Linked DNA regions of Arachis hypogaea: region 2 is linked to region 1. A link is a contact called in public Hi-C data. All regions are on one chromosome and are shown on one strand. The core of a region is the stretch at or near the end of the contact, and the rest is flanking DNA. Distances in the headings are between cores, read along the strand shown. Region 1 holds the start of LOC112754708 (protein DETOXIFICATION 21). Region 2 holds the start of LOC112754711 (folate synthesis bifunctional protein, mitochondrial).

Region 1 (7,641 bases), core at 4,239-6,738:
TTTGGAATTTCCATTGGAGGAGGGAGCTGTTTCAATGGGAGTTGGAACTAGTTCACCAACTTCATGATATGTTAAGACCAGTGAAGCTATCAGCTGACAGAGAAGATAATCTTGTTTGGAAATTTGATAATAAAGGTATTTTTTCTACTAACTCTTTTCTGCATGTGTTGCAATTGGAGACTCTTTCGGAGGAGATTACGAGTTATAGCTTCACAAGTTCAATCTGGAAAGGGCTGGTTCCGCCTAGAATTGAACTGTTTGGTTGGTTTGTTTTAGTCGGTAGAGTGAATACTAGAGAAAGGTTGAGTAGATTAGGCATAACTCGCCAGCATGATAGTATTTGTGTCTTATGTAAAAAGGAGATCGAATGTGTTCATCATTTGTTTGTATTCTGTGAGTTTACATGGCAGGTGTGGTGCGTCTGGTTGAGATGTTTTCATAGAGATTGGGCTATCCCAGGAAGCATTAAAGGCTTGTTTGAGAGTTGGAATGGAACACCTAATAGAAAAGAGGAGCAGAAGAGGTGGCTGACTGGGTTCTTTGCGGCTATTTGGAACGTTTGGTTGGAACGCAATAACAGGATTTTCAATAATAAAGAGGTAACTGTTGATGTCATACAGAACAGGACGTTTTTGAGTTACAAGGAATTGACTGGTATTGATCCTACTAGTTGTTGATGACAATGCCGGAGATGACATAGGATTGTTAACCTTATGTTTAGATTTGCTTTTGTATCTCTCTATTTTATGCTCCACTCTCATGCATCGAGCTTCATTTGTTTCAAAAAAAAAAAAAAAAAGTGTTTATGTACCCTCTTTTTTGTTGTTTAGCTCATGCATAGCTTTCTAGCTGCGTTTCAGGACAATTGACTGCATTGAGATGGACGGAATCAAATTCCACGGGTGCCACGAGGAGTTGAAAGGTAATTACTATTTAAAAGAAAAAAAAAAACAGTATTAACAAGTAAAATAAATGACAATTCTTTATTCACAAAATTGAAATATTTAATGTTACATGTTGGAACAAAAACGTTACCCTAAATCAAGGGAATGCCAAACCTACCTCTACAATGAATGGTACACAAACTCACTGTACCGCACACAAGAATTGACTCTCACCAACCACTTTCAAAAAAATTTTATTAGCTTTAGAATACAATTACAATCATCATGTTCCATGTCTGAAACTCTGGTCCCCCCAACATAGGACGACGAAGCATACTGGATTTTCGCACATGATATATATACTTTGAAACTTGCTTCCATTTGTTTATTCGTACCATACCTCGAAATTTTTAAATTTGTCATTCTTTGAATTATTTTATAGTTTCTGGACAGTGTATATCTAATATCCTTTTATCCAAGCAACTTCAGTTGACAAAGCATAAAGTTCTCTCTACCCTGATTTGAATAACTGGACAAAAATAGCAATTTAAATTCACGCCATAATTTGGATCAAAATTACTGTGTTTTGGTTCTAGAAAAGACTAGTCTTTTGAGATATTCTATTTGAATATAAACCAAACTTAATTTAGTGATTAAAAAAAGTTATGAATATTAAAAATTAAACGGAGAACCACGCTACTAAACCTAAAATGAAAGAAAGTTACCAATGTTTTATCTAAATAAATAAACAATTAAGTGGATATCATTGTACCCCTAATTTAATTTAAACCAAAAAAGGGGCAGATAGCGAAACACTGCATAGGAGTTCAGAGTGGAGCTCAAAATTCTCTTGATACTTTATTTCTTGTCCCTTTGTTCATACCAAAAGATAAAACATTATATAATAGAGGGACGAAATTAAAGAACATAAGTCCATTAATTTTCAATGCAAAACTTGCAATTAATAAAATTAATAAATAACAATACAAATTCTACAATATTAATCCTTAGCTGCATTTGACTGAAATGTTAGGCAACAAAATTAACTTTCTGATGAATCCGGTTTTGATTCATGATCGAGGCCATCCATTTTAGCCCACTTGCTAATTCTTGAACGAGCTATGACCACCTGCACAAAACCATAATCAATTAATTATTTCATAATCAATTAATTATTTCATAATGATCATTAGTTCATAATTACAATCATAGCAGAGTTAGAATATTGAGGTCAATTTGAACCTGCTCATCCCAGTTAGTTTTGTAGGTGATTATAACAAGCACTACGGTTTGAATAAAAGTTCCAAACAACATTCCAACCCAAATTCCCTGCACAAGAGGAAAGAGATTTAGAATTTGATTATGCAGCAGAAATTTGAAGTGCAATTTGGAAAAACAAGAGTTTCAGGTTAAAATCCTACCTCGACTTGCAAATCAAGAACATGACCAAGCACAATACCGACAGGAATTCCAATGAGGTAATAGCAACCTATGTTAACATAAGCAACAATGCTTTGCCAACCGGCTCCAATCGCAACACCTATAGAAACCAAACAAACGATTATTCCCCATTTACCTTTTTATCTTTCACTGTTACTTTTTGAATAAGCTTCTCTAAAGTGAGAGAGTAAAGTGATAAAATGAGTAGTTAATCCCTCTTAAATTAAGATAATGGGATCCATATATGATGAAAATTACAAATTCAATGGTGATTTACCCTTTACTTTATCACTTTACCAATATCGATCTAAATTCTACCTTCTAGTATATCTTTGGATTATTGTATCTCGACACAATCCCATAGTAACAAAACTGGCAAAGTAATTTGCTTTTGTAATGTAAGATTGTAAGAACAATGAAGCTTGTGAAGAATACCTGAGAGTACGGGCTGAACGCTGTTTAGTAATATAGAGACTGATAACAATGGTGACAAATTACCGACTGCCCGGGCAACATGCTCATCTGTGGTAAATATGTAAGCAAGTCGTTCCCTAAACAACAAGAAGAATACAAACAGAAAGAACCCAATGGCCAATGATGTTAGCACAGTCACTAGGATCGAGAACTTGGCAGCCTTGGCACTTCCTCTTCCAAGCTCATTCGCCACTCGTACGCTGCAAATTATGTAAGCTGGAGTTAATTTTCCATTCTAAACTTTACTAAACATGGGAAAATAAGATTGGTAGGTCAATATAACGTTAGTACCTAGCAGCAGCCATGAACCCAAGTGATATCATCATTTCCCATCCATTGATGTTAAGACTGTAAAGAAACAAGATTTGTCAAAAGCCCACTACAATTTACACACCAAATCAATACAGCTAACAACACAACATATGAATTCTAATGAATTAATGTTTAAGGAATTACCATATAGACAGAGCATCGATTTCCACCTCTGCATTTCTCAGGTTACCTGTCAAAAGAACCAATATTGTGTTGTACCATAGCTCAAGACTGTAAAATACATCCAATTGGATCGAGTTAGGAAGACATAAAAGAAATTAAGATACTCAAACTTCTATTGTCTACTCCATTCAAGGTGTCATTCACAAAGAATTGAAAGAAAGCTCACCACAACATGGCACCGGATGAAAGCGAAAGCTTAACAACAGGCCAAAGGTCTTTGAATGCCAAGAATGAGAACCCATGCCATGTTTGCTTGCACCAACCGAAAATGAATATGAGTTGACCAAAGTTGGGAATCCAATACGCCAAACTAGTGGAGGTCATTGCACCAGGAAGACCCAATTTGTACTTCATAGTGGTAAGCCAAGAAAGGAAGATGTGAAGGACTATGGAGAAAGCTGCCAAGAAGGCGATAATCACGTTCTTGCTTTGCGACTGCAGGAATGTCTGGGTAGTGAAGGATACGATAAAGGCAAACATGATAGGAATTGACCAAAGTGAAATGGTTCCTGACACTTGTGCTATTGTTTCATCTTGGCCCAAGAGGCTTAAAATTGGGGTGGTGAAGATGAACACCGGAAGAAGAATCAGTGAAGTTAGGAACAAAACAATCCATGATCTTTGAAGGTAAACTCCCATCATGCCATATTCCTTTGCACCGTATGCTTGACCACACAGTGTTGACAAAGCACTCGCCATTCCTAACTGCAATAATGGTCAATAAAAACATAAATAAAATCGGAGGAAGAACTTAGTAGTGTGAATAGGGACCATATTATGATTGCAATTGTATTTGCAGTACAAACATGTCAAGACAATTTAACAAAATAAATTCATAGCATCGGTTAAATTGAAATACAAAATACAAACAAGAAAGCACGGACAAAACCCTTGAAGTAACACCACTTTGATTGTTCTGATACCAGAAGTTCAAAAGCTTGAAATCTTTTTTTTCTTTTTTCATTTCAGAAAATAACAGGAATCACTATTGATTGATAGCAGAAGTTGAAGCACGCCCAAAAATATTACAGAATAAAAAAATTAAATTTTAATTGATGAAGCACAGGAGAATCCTCCAGATTCCTTTTAACACAAATATTGTTCCGTCCCCAAAATAAAAATTAAAGAAAAAAAGAGGGAAGAAGCTCTTTTTGTCAAATTTATTTAATTAAAAATAAAGAAAATTTTAGCAAGCCAGAAAATTTGACAGAATATTATGTAGAAAAAAAAAAAAAACACACACACACACAAAATTAACCTCTCCTGTCTTTTTTTAATTCTCCCCGAAAATTTTTACATCCTGGAGCTCAGAATCCATCACATGGTTCGGCAATAATTTTTGCTCAACCAGAATACTCCGATTTCCGAGTATAAACCATTAAACCATCACGGAAAAAAAAATTAAAAAACTAACTGCAAAAGGTAAATTAGGTGAAAACTGAAAAAGAACATACCAGAATCCCGTTAGCGAACCTGATAAGAACGGTGTAAACAAGAGCGAAAGCAGCGAGTTCCTTAGAACCAAGATGTCCAACAAACGCTTGGCTTATAACTTGGATTCCAAACGTGGAAGCTCTTGTGAATATGGCTGGCGCCGCCACTATCCACATCTTCTTGCTCTCTTCCCACACCCTCCTAACCAGTGACAAGCCCTCTTCCTCTTCTACTCCTCCTGAAGAAGGCACCAGCAGCTTCTGCTTCAGATCACCCTCCATTTTCATCTTCAGACTCTACAACTACTATGATGCTGCTTGGAGTGGCCAATGGATGGACATGCAGAAAACAAGAGTAGAGGCGTTGGCCCACGCTCCAAGAAGGTGAAGCGTTTCTTATTGTTTTGTTTCTAGAAGGATTTGTTTTCCCTGTAGCTGCGAGCGAGGAAGGAAGCGAGTTCGGGTTTGGCAACCAAGGAGAAAGGAATCAGGAGATGGCAGAGAGCAGTGTAGTTGCAGGACTCTCTCTCAGTCTCTGTGATGGGAAATGAAATTTTAATTGGTTACTTATATTGAATTAATAAAACGTGTTGGAGTAGTAGCTGGATGGAATGGCTTCTTTGCCCCTTACGTGGATCTCCCAACTACCTCTTCTTCTTTATTTCAATCTCTTTGTTTTATCGGTATCCATGAATGCATTGATACCAACTCTATGGTACATTTAGAGCATCCCCATACTAATTCTAATTTTATTTTAAGTCTCTTATAAAAATATTTATGAAATTATATAAGTATATGTCATAAATAATAATCTACAATTAAAAATAAAATTTATTTTTCTAATATTTAATATTAATTCAATTAAAATTTTATATTATTTTAAATTATTTTATTAACATAATTATATAAATAATAAAATTTTATTAATTGTCTATTAAAATAATATCATATTTTTAAAGTGATATCAATTTTATTTCATAAATCAATTTTAATATAAATTTTAATTATAATTCAATTTATTTTTTAAAAATATTAAAAATAATACTATAAAAATATTTCATTAGAAATGCTCTTAGATGCTTAAGAAAAAGTATTTGGATTTTAATTTTGGAACTTTGAGTAAATTATTATTTTTGATGAACAATATTATCTACATACCAAAAATAGTTAATAAATTAGTTATATATATATATATATATATATATATATATATATATATTATTTAATTTATTTTTAATATATATTTAATATTTTAGTATGGCTGATTTAATTATAGAAAATTTTTTCACTTTATTGTAATAAATACAATGTCAAATTTAAATTTTCAATACGTACATAAACAAATAAGTGAGATGATTATTTGATTAATCCAAATTAATTTTTTATTGATAATTTTAACTATTAAAAAAATTTAAACTGATACGATATAAAAAAATTGATTAGTTTGACAAAACTATTCATAAGTAATATGTTAGATAATTTTGTCAAATATTTTGAATATTTTTTTGAGATTTTTTTACATAAATAAATTAAAGAAGAACCAATTTAACATAATCCTCTTAAAGAAAATCAAATACACAAAAGCCATCTTCGTATATTTAAATAAATTATGCTAGGATACTCAACTTTAATTAGAACATAACTAGTTCCACATGAGTTAAAATTGCAATGACATTGCACGTAAATCATATTGGGCTAATGTGTGTTTTCGTAAGTTTACCGAAAACTAGATGAAAGAGATTGGGACTGGCAACTCTAATATCGAATGATGAATGGAGAAAAGTGGAGGTACCTGCATTAATACTTCCACGATTAAGTCAAAATATATTAAAAAAAGTGAAGGTAATTAGAGTTATGTTCATATTTTGGGAGAATCTTAGACTTTCTATTTATAATGATTTTGAAAATCTGTTAAGAATCTCTTGATGTGAGGGATTGGTGAGATTCACCTCGTCTCAATACTTAAGGAGTTATTAGTTATGAGATTAGGATAGATATCGATTCAAATCTTACCTTTTTCGAATTTAGATGATCCTCTTTTAGTGGATCCTTCGTGATAGATTGAGTTAGTAGACCTTAAAAGAAAATTAAAATCATAGTCTAAAATAGTGTGTTAAAAATGCACATAAATCATCATATTCTAGGACGATTTATGTTTAAAACTTCAATCACATTAGGTTGTAACGATTAATGAGTATACAATAAAAAATTATAGTATATAAATTGTGATAGGATCCTACTATTACATATCAACATAAGTAACAATAGCCTAACACGATTAATAAAGAAAGAATCAACTCTTAACACCTAATAAAAATTTACGCTCGAAATAAATTTATAAATTTGAAATACAACACAAAGCAATAAATCTGCTTAAAACATTTAGTAATAGAGAGAAAACATGTCTAAGAGTCTATATACATTAATCTATCACCATGAAAAAATTGATGAAGACACGAGCCAGAATGTTAATTTCTTTAATAAGAAATAGATTGGTGTGTTTGTTAATTCGTCAATGAGTTTTGTGAATCTCTAAAATAGCATAGTACAAAAATTGAAAAAAATGTTGGGAAAAAGCATTTGAAACAAATACTATTTAGGATTACAATTTCACTTAGTAAACGGTGAATAAATTTTGGAAAATATAAAATTTAAAGCGATGATGACATGCGAATTTTATTTCATCACTGTCAAACAAAATTTCTAGATTTGAGCACTATGAAATTATTTGCCAAAATGGAATATATAGATCCTAATTCAGGAGGATCTACTTCAAACTGCATATGAGTGGAATAGATAAAAGTTCTACGGGCCTGCTACACATACAAGCAAAAACGGTATACAAGTTTTACAAGTTGGCCCAACCCATAAAAAATATACGTGCAGTGATGAGCATTGAATGAAGCGTCATTTAC
Region 2 (7,446 bases), core at 1,608-4,107, 360 kb after region 1:
ATGATTAAGAATATTTGGCTTTTAAAACTTCAACTAATGAAAAGCCAGTCCAATGACTAATACAGGAATAAGACCTTTTACAGTTACAAGATTTAATTCACAACACACATGGATCTGATTTGATTTTCGATATATGGTCATAGAAAATTCAATCACAAAAAAAGATTTGATGAAGCTTTACAAAAAGGCAGCTTGGTTGAGAAATTTAATTCTAAACATTACCATTAAGATACTTTCTGGCCGTGAAAACCTGATGCCTGGGCAGCCCCAGACACTTCAATATACCCATCTGAGCAGAGGCTTCCGTCTTGGAGTAACTTTGAAGTGAAATATGCTACCTCTCTGGTTTAATGAATGAATTACACTACAAGAAGGCATGGCAAGGAACCAATATCAAGAACCCTCAAAGCACATAGATAAATAGAAGAAAACCTGATATGCTTTCAAGGACTGATCAGCAGCCTCCTTTCTCTTATCAACATACTTGATTTTGGCCAGATACCGATAATAGTTCCCCTTCCTGCAAATGACAAAACAAAAACAATCAAATTCCAAATTCCTCAAACAGAAAGACGTCAGAGAGAATGAAAAGAGAGAACAAAATCCCCTCACATTTTATAGAAGATGACACTAGGTACACCACCAGAACAAGATGGAATAAGGTTTTCATCAATAAGAGCCATGATATCAGTGCAGATATTAGTCAACTCAGATTCAACTTTGTTCCTATAATCCTTAATCATATAAGTAGCCACCATCAAGACTTCAAGTTTAAATAGATACTAATTTTATTCTGCATGTGAAGTGTGTATGCTACACAAATCAGTTGCAAGTTCCAAATGATATCCAAAATGCCTCCTGTCACTATTTATCCAAGAGTGATTCTGATTCCATGTTGTTATAATTTCATTATATAGAATTATAGATTAAACCTCTGTGAAAATGTATGCAAAGAAAATTCCAGATATGTTAATGAGCAGAATAAAGTCAAAGGTTAGTACCTATTGCAAAGAAGACCAATGACAGTTATGTAGGTACCTAAGTGAGAAGCAATGTAGAACAGAGTAGAGAAGAGGGCTATGCATAACTGGTAGATCAAAATTAATTTTAACACAAGATGCTAATTTAAGAATTTTACTCTAACTAAATGATTTAAACAAAAGAAAAAGAAAATGACAAAGGTAATTACAAAACCCCAAGAACCCAAACTCCAAGGCAACAGATTGTGTATGAAGGAGCAAAAAACACCGTACCCAGAAGAAAGATGAAGTTGTGAACGGTGGTGGTGAAGGTTAAAGAGTTGCGCTAGCAGAGAAGACACCTACTACGGCGAAGGAAGCAACCTCATCGGAACACATACACAGAAGTGATTGGTGGTGCTGCGAGGTTGCCGATGTCCTTCCCCTAGAGGCGTAAGAGAGTCAGAGAGAGTTGAACACCAATGTGTTATGCGCCAGTTTGGAGAACTGGGAGTTCCAATTTGAGAGAAATTAGGAACTAGGTTTGGTCCTGGTTAACGACGTTAAAAGAAATTGCATTTAAAAAAATCTGTTATTTTAAATCAGATAAGATTTTTTAACCGGTTTGATCAATTTTTGGATTATAATGAACAGCTCTAGCTAAAATATCTACAAACAAATGACGAGCTAAGATTAACTGATTAATAACTTTGTGGTTGATTAGAACGTTAGATCTAAGGAAATTTAAATATCCAGTTTTTGATACAATGCAAAGCAATGTGACAAAAAAAAAAAAACACACGGTTTCTTAAGGATCCAATTTTCTTTAACCAACATAGAAAAGGAAAAAAGAGGGAAAAAATCCATCCACACTAGTCCAATGAAACCTTTTTTTGTTACAAAGATCCTTTGCCAACAAACATGGATCTGATTTGCTTTTTAGTATTTTGACGATGGTCATAGAAAATTCAGTCACAAAGCTTCAGTGAAGATTTAAAAAACTGAGCATTCCATTAAAAAGAGCAACTTGGTTGACAACTTTAATCTTAAACATTAACATTAAGACACTTCAGTATACTCATCTGAGCAGAGGCTTTCATGTTGAAGTGACTTTGAAGTGAATATGCTAACTCCCTTCAATTGGGTGTTCTTAGTTTAATAAATAAAAAGATGTTTTTTTTTCCAAAGGTGCTAATTCTTCATTGATTAGAAAGAAATTGGGCAAAAAAGCCTCAGACAAGATATATAAGGGTTTCTGGCAAAAAAAAAATCTACAATTGGGGGAAATGGGGAATCAGACTTCCAAATTTTAGTTCAAGCACAGTGAAATCCAAGAGCAAATTGACGCCATCCTAAAAGGGTAAAAGATATCAGAATTTTGTTGCAAGAGCAGCAGGAGCTTGGAGTTACCTGGACACCAGGAGAGGGAAATGAACTTGCGAACACAGTTGCGAGATTGGCGGCAGAAGAGAGTCTGAGTCGTCACTGGACAACGACTCCCCCTGGAGCAGTAAGGGACATCTTCAAAGCAGAGGCGGATAGAGTCTCTAATGTTTCATGACTACCCAATTGTTTGGGGTAGGGTAGTCAAGGAAACCACGGTTGGGGAAGCAAGACGGAGAAGGAATCAGAGCTTCAGAGCGGCTTGGCACCTGGAAGCAATGGAGGAGGAAGGGGGAGTTGCAGATTAGATTCATTCATGTGTCTGGGGCAAGGTACTGAGAACCGAACCGGTCATTGAACCGCTCTAATTACTGGTTTATTGGTCCAACCGGTCTAATCATGATTCAACCGGAAAAATCGTTTTAAAATAAAATAATAAATAAATTATAAGGTGCTTTATGCAAGTAAACTTATTAGAAATATGCAAAACTCTAAAAACATGAGAAAGTACCTATTGAAAGTTTCCAATTACAATTGTTACCAAATATATATGACCGTTTTAATGGAAAAGCATCTTATGTACAATACATCATAGAGGTCACATTCAACAATTTTATTGACTGGAAGCTCACTAAAAAAACAAATAAGTATCCTTGATTCTTTGGCAACCAAATGATTGAAAAGATAAGTGAACATAGACCAAATATGCAGGGTTGAGCACTGACATTTGGGGAATTAGCAACACTCAACATCTAAAGCAGAGAAAACATTTGTACAAAACTAGATATTAACAGTTTATAATTTGTGGAAGCATAGACATTTTGCTTATGCTATTGCTGTGAAACATAATCATTAATAAACTTCAAAACTTAGAATTCATGTAATTTGTTTATACTACTGGTTATTAACAATCTATATATTTTGCATAACTCATGACATTTGCTTATGTTTTTTTGTGGGAATTAATTCTTAATATTCTATAGTTTGTGGAAGCTTTCTTCTCCTTTTAGTTTCTTATTTCTTTTTTTCAATGGAAACAAGATTCAACAACAAAAATTCAACAACAATAAAAATTCCATCATTCATTTTAATCAGAAAAACTAGGAGTATTAGGATTAGCAGCATCATTCGAAATAGGAAGATTGGCAGTTATTATTGGCAGATGCATTGTTATCACCAATTGCTTCTTGATTAATAATTTAATACTATCATCCATAACTAAAATTAATGAATCATTCACAAATTTAAAAACCGCAACAGCACAGCCAGAAAATTAATAGCAGCACAAAATTAATACTACCAACAGCATTCAGCATTCAGCATTCAGCATTCAGCATTCAGCAACAAACAGTATTTGATTTGATTTCCATTTTAGCATTCAGCAACAAATATTACAAAACAGCAACAAGTAATCCCTAATCACACTAAACCTGAAATCAATAAAGCTAACAGAGCATAATCCCTAATTACAAAACAGCAACAAGTAATCCCTAATCCATTTTTAGCAGCAACAAGAAAATTTCAACAAAAATTTCAGGAATTAAAAAAAGAGCAGCAGCACAAAATCAATTATTTGATTTCCATTAATCCATTCACAATTTCACATTCAAAATTCAGCAAACAGAGCATAAAAGGAAGAGAAGAACTGAAGAAGTGAAAGCAGTGCTAACCTTCGACGGAGACACGGACGGCGACCGGCGAGACAACGGCGACCGGCGACACGGCGGCGAGCTGCTCCAAGCCTTGAACAAAGAAGCCAGGGAGGACAGGGACAGGGGGAAGGAGGACGCCGATCTACAAGAGAGGGCCTGGGCTACAAGAGAGGACGCGGAGGCGCCGACAGCACGGAAGGCGGCGGCACTGCGGCAGAACCGTTGCAGGGAGAACCTAGGGTTTTGGTTGGGTGATTCTGAACTGCGCCGACAGCACGAGGGGGGGGGTGTTGGGGGAAGGGGGGTGAGCGGAGTGAGGGCTGAACATTGGGTTTTTTTTTTTTCAAAAACAAACATCAAAACGGCGCCGTTTAACAAGAACCGGCCGGTTACCAATCCGATCCAACCGGCCGATTCAGCGGTTTTCAAGTGGTTTTCGAATGAGCAATTATCCGGATCGGACCATTTTCATCGTCGGTTTTTTATTCGATCGGCCGGTCCGGTTCGGTCCAATTTTCAAAACCATGATCTGGGACGGGTTATGGAGAATTGGGGCGGCTTTCGATGTATTAGGGGGTGGGTGGGTCTCTTTAGGCCGGTTTTTCTTCTTGTGGTGTGTTGTTGGGTTTGAAAAAAAACAACCTAAAGAAATGAAACCTTCCTAGTTCCTATACAATTTTAGGCGAATTTGATAACCATTCGTTACACAATTTGACTAAATTTTGATCACCGAATACATCTAATTTCATCAAGAAGGGGGCAGATGGGAATAGGGTCGAAGACGGTGTCTAGCATCTACAGATGGGCTTGGCTTCAATTTGGTAGAGATTAATGTGAGCAAGCCAATTTATTCAATCTCTGTGGCATACAGTTTAGAAAGGAAAAGTATATGGAACCAAGAGGTTACTAGCAAAAAACTAAACAGAACCACATTAATTTATATTAATAATTTATTTTAAATTTTTTAAATTTTAAATTTTAAAAATTTAAATTTGATTCAGTAAACCTAATTAAAACCTATAAAAATCTTTCTCTTTTCTCTCACATTAACCCACCCACTTCCGACAATTACACACACAGACCTCTCTCTCTCACCGTCAGGTTCTCTCCGCCTCCCCATTGCAACCCACTCCTCCGATCGCTTCCACTTCCAGCCGAAACTGTCTTTACCAGATCAGGAGCTCGTGAACCTTATGTTCGGACTCGGGTTCAGGTCTCGGAGCTTCCGCGCGTCAGCGCACGTGACTTCTCCCTCGGAGCCGGCGTCAGCAGCGACAGGAACAGGCGCGTCGAGACCGAGTAGCTCCAGCATAGGCCTGAGGGAGCCTCCTCAGAGCACCGTTTCAACGGCAGCCTGGCACACGTGACAGTTTCCAGTCCACAGTAATCCAACGGCACCGTTAACCGGGTTAACCGTTCGCCCACATGCTTCGAAAAGTAGAGACTAAAAAAGAGCTGCACAGAATATATATTTTTGCTTTTGAAGGTGGACTTGGTTGGAGGGTACTATGATGCAGGTGATCATGTGAAGTTTGGATTGTCAATGGCTTTCACAGTAGTCGCACGGTAGCAGTATCATCACGATGTTGTTCTCTACGTTTTGGGATATTAGGTATAGTTTTGATTATTAAAGAGACTACAAACTACACGATTACAGAAATATAAAAAAAAACATTCATTTAATATGAAAAAAATCCTAATACTTAACAAAAGAAATATCCAGTTATATTTTAGCAAAAATAATTAAATATCTATAAAATTTTAAAAAAATATAAAATTCTTAAAGAAATAGAGATATTCACATTTGCAATATAAAAAAATTCGAAAAATATATAAAAGAACATCCATTTAGTATGAAAAAGAAATATTCTGATACTTAGCAGAAAAAACATCCATATATATTAACTCGTAGAGATTTTGGATTCATTCAAAGATATTTTAACTGGTTTTTGCCTAATACCCTTTTAGTTCTCTAGCATTGTTCGTTTAAAAAAACATATTTGTGGATTATACCCAAAAAACTTAAAAATAAAAATAAAGATAAAAAGCATATCGGCAAAATCATAATTTCACTCAATTATATACAATCCTTCGCCCGCAACCGCAATTGTGTTACAAGCACTATAGATCGGTGACAAATAATGAAGAGAAGTAGAATTCAATTCAATAGATTAATATGGTGTTTCATTATTTAAATTTAACAAATAATAGGGTGTAACAAAAATAATTTCGTCCGTACTCAATTAAGAGGTTGTGGTTCGAGTCTCCTATCTTTTTAAATTTTTTGCCAATGAGTTATAGCTCAAATGGCATAGACTCCCTATACTCAATTAAGAAGTCGCGGATTCAAGTCACATATCTTTCTAAATTTTTGCCAATGAATAATAACTCAAATGGCATAATCTCTCCATACTCAATTAAGAGGTTGCGGGTTCGAATCTCCTATCTTTGTAAAAAAATAAAAATAAAAAATGATTCCGTCTTATTCCAACCGAACCTCTTTGTTCCCCTTCCTACTATGATATATGAACGGGATATAACCCGATTATGATATAGAATTGACTAATTATATGATTCTTAGTTTCTTGGATAATAAATAAAATAAGAAAGATAGGCGCACCGACACACGCGGGGTACACACAAACATGTTATAATTACCATCACTCGTTTCATATCATTAAAACGTCCCAATATTAACAGGAATTCAAATTCACACCACTACATCATGCAATATTTCTTTAGCTTTGAAATGTGCAACAGTAATGTGGTGAAAAAATTGCCAAAAAATCATAATGACCTTTAATCGAATGATCTGAAAGTTCACGCTATTAAACTCCTAACAAATGGTATAAAGCACTTCATCAGTTGCAAATTTGTGACTTACTCAGGTCCTTGCAGAAAAACAGTAACTCCGTAAAAAATTAGTCATCTCTACCAAGGCCATGAAAGCTGAAAAATCTGAAATCTGAAATCTGAAATCTGAAATCACAATTCAAAACCTCAGATAATACTTTCTTTGAAAGAAAAATTGGCTGAAACATTCCTTCGAGTAACATCCAACATTATGTTCCTCTAAATTTAACTGACATACTTGTACAAAACTGAATCCAGGCAAAAGGGTGACTTTTGACCTTTCAAGAAGACTCTGTTTCTGTGCTACCATTGTTTTCTTTAAGAGCCTCAGAATTTTCACTTGCGACTTGCTCCTCTTGCTGTGCTTGCTCAGGCTTTGCAGGTCCCGGACCAGCTGATACCTTCACCATTGATGGTCGCAAAAGTCGGTCACCAAGTTTAAAACCTTTCCTGAATTCTTGGATTATGATGTCATCCTCAAACTCAGTTGAATCCTCGCGCATAATTGCTTCATGTAGCTTTTACAAGTAAATTGCAAATTATAATTTATCAGAAAAATTTATCATGAATATCAATCAGTCTTTCATACCTCTGAAGAT

The links. Hi-C and Micro-C count contacts between places; a contact is called where the count stands out from the background.
Region 2: a contact with region 1 is called in a Hi-C map of leaf, with 5 times the contacts expected there. The contact joins the promoter of LOC112754711 here to the promoter of LOC112754708 in region 1. A contact is called at or near these places in 3 of 8 Hi-C or Micro-C datasets (leaf and an unstated tissue).

What each region holds. Positions count from the first base shown.
Region 1 is chr16:116,065,748-116,073,388 of arahy.Tifrunner.gnm2.J5K5, forward strand. It overlaps LOC112754708 (protein DETOXIFICATION 21), which reads right to left and starts at 5,489. Exons shown (of 8, transcript XM_025802434.2): 1 at 4,748-5,489; 2 at 3,460-3,998; 3 at 3,255-3,341; 4 at 3,090-3,146; 5 at 2,760-2,998; 6 at 2,306-2,424; 7 at 2,127-2,213; 8 at 1,718-2,013. The coding sequence starts at 5,014. The coding sequence ends at 1,927.
Region 2 is chr16:116,424,603-116,432,048 of arahy.Tifrunner.gnm2.J5K5, forward strand. It overlaps LOC112754711 (folate synthesis bifunctional protein, mitochondrial), which reads right to left and starts at 2,858. Exons shown (of 4, transcript XM_025802441.3): 1 at 2,370-2,858; 2 at 433-520; 3 at 223-342. The coding sequence starts at 289. LOC112754712 reads right to left here. Exons shown (of 3, transcript XM_025802450.3): 3 at 6,641-7,365. The coding sequence ends at 7,129.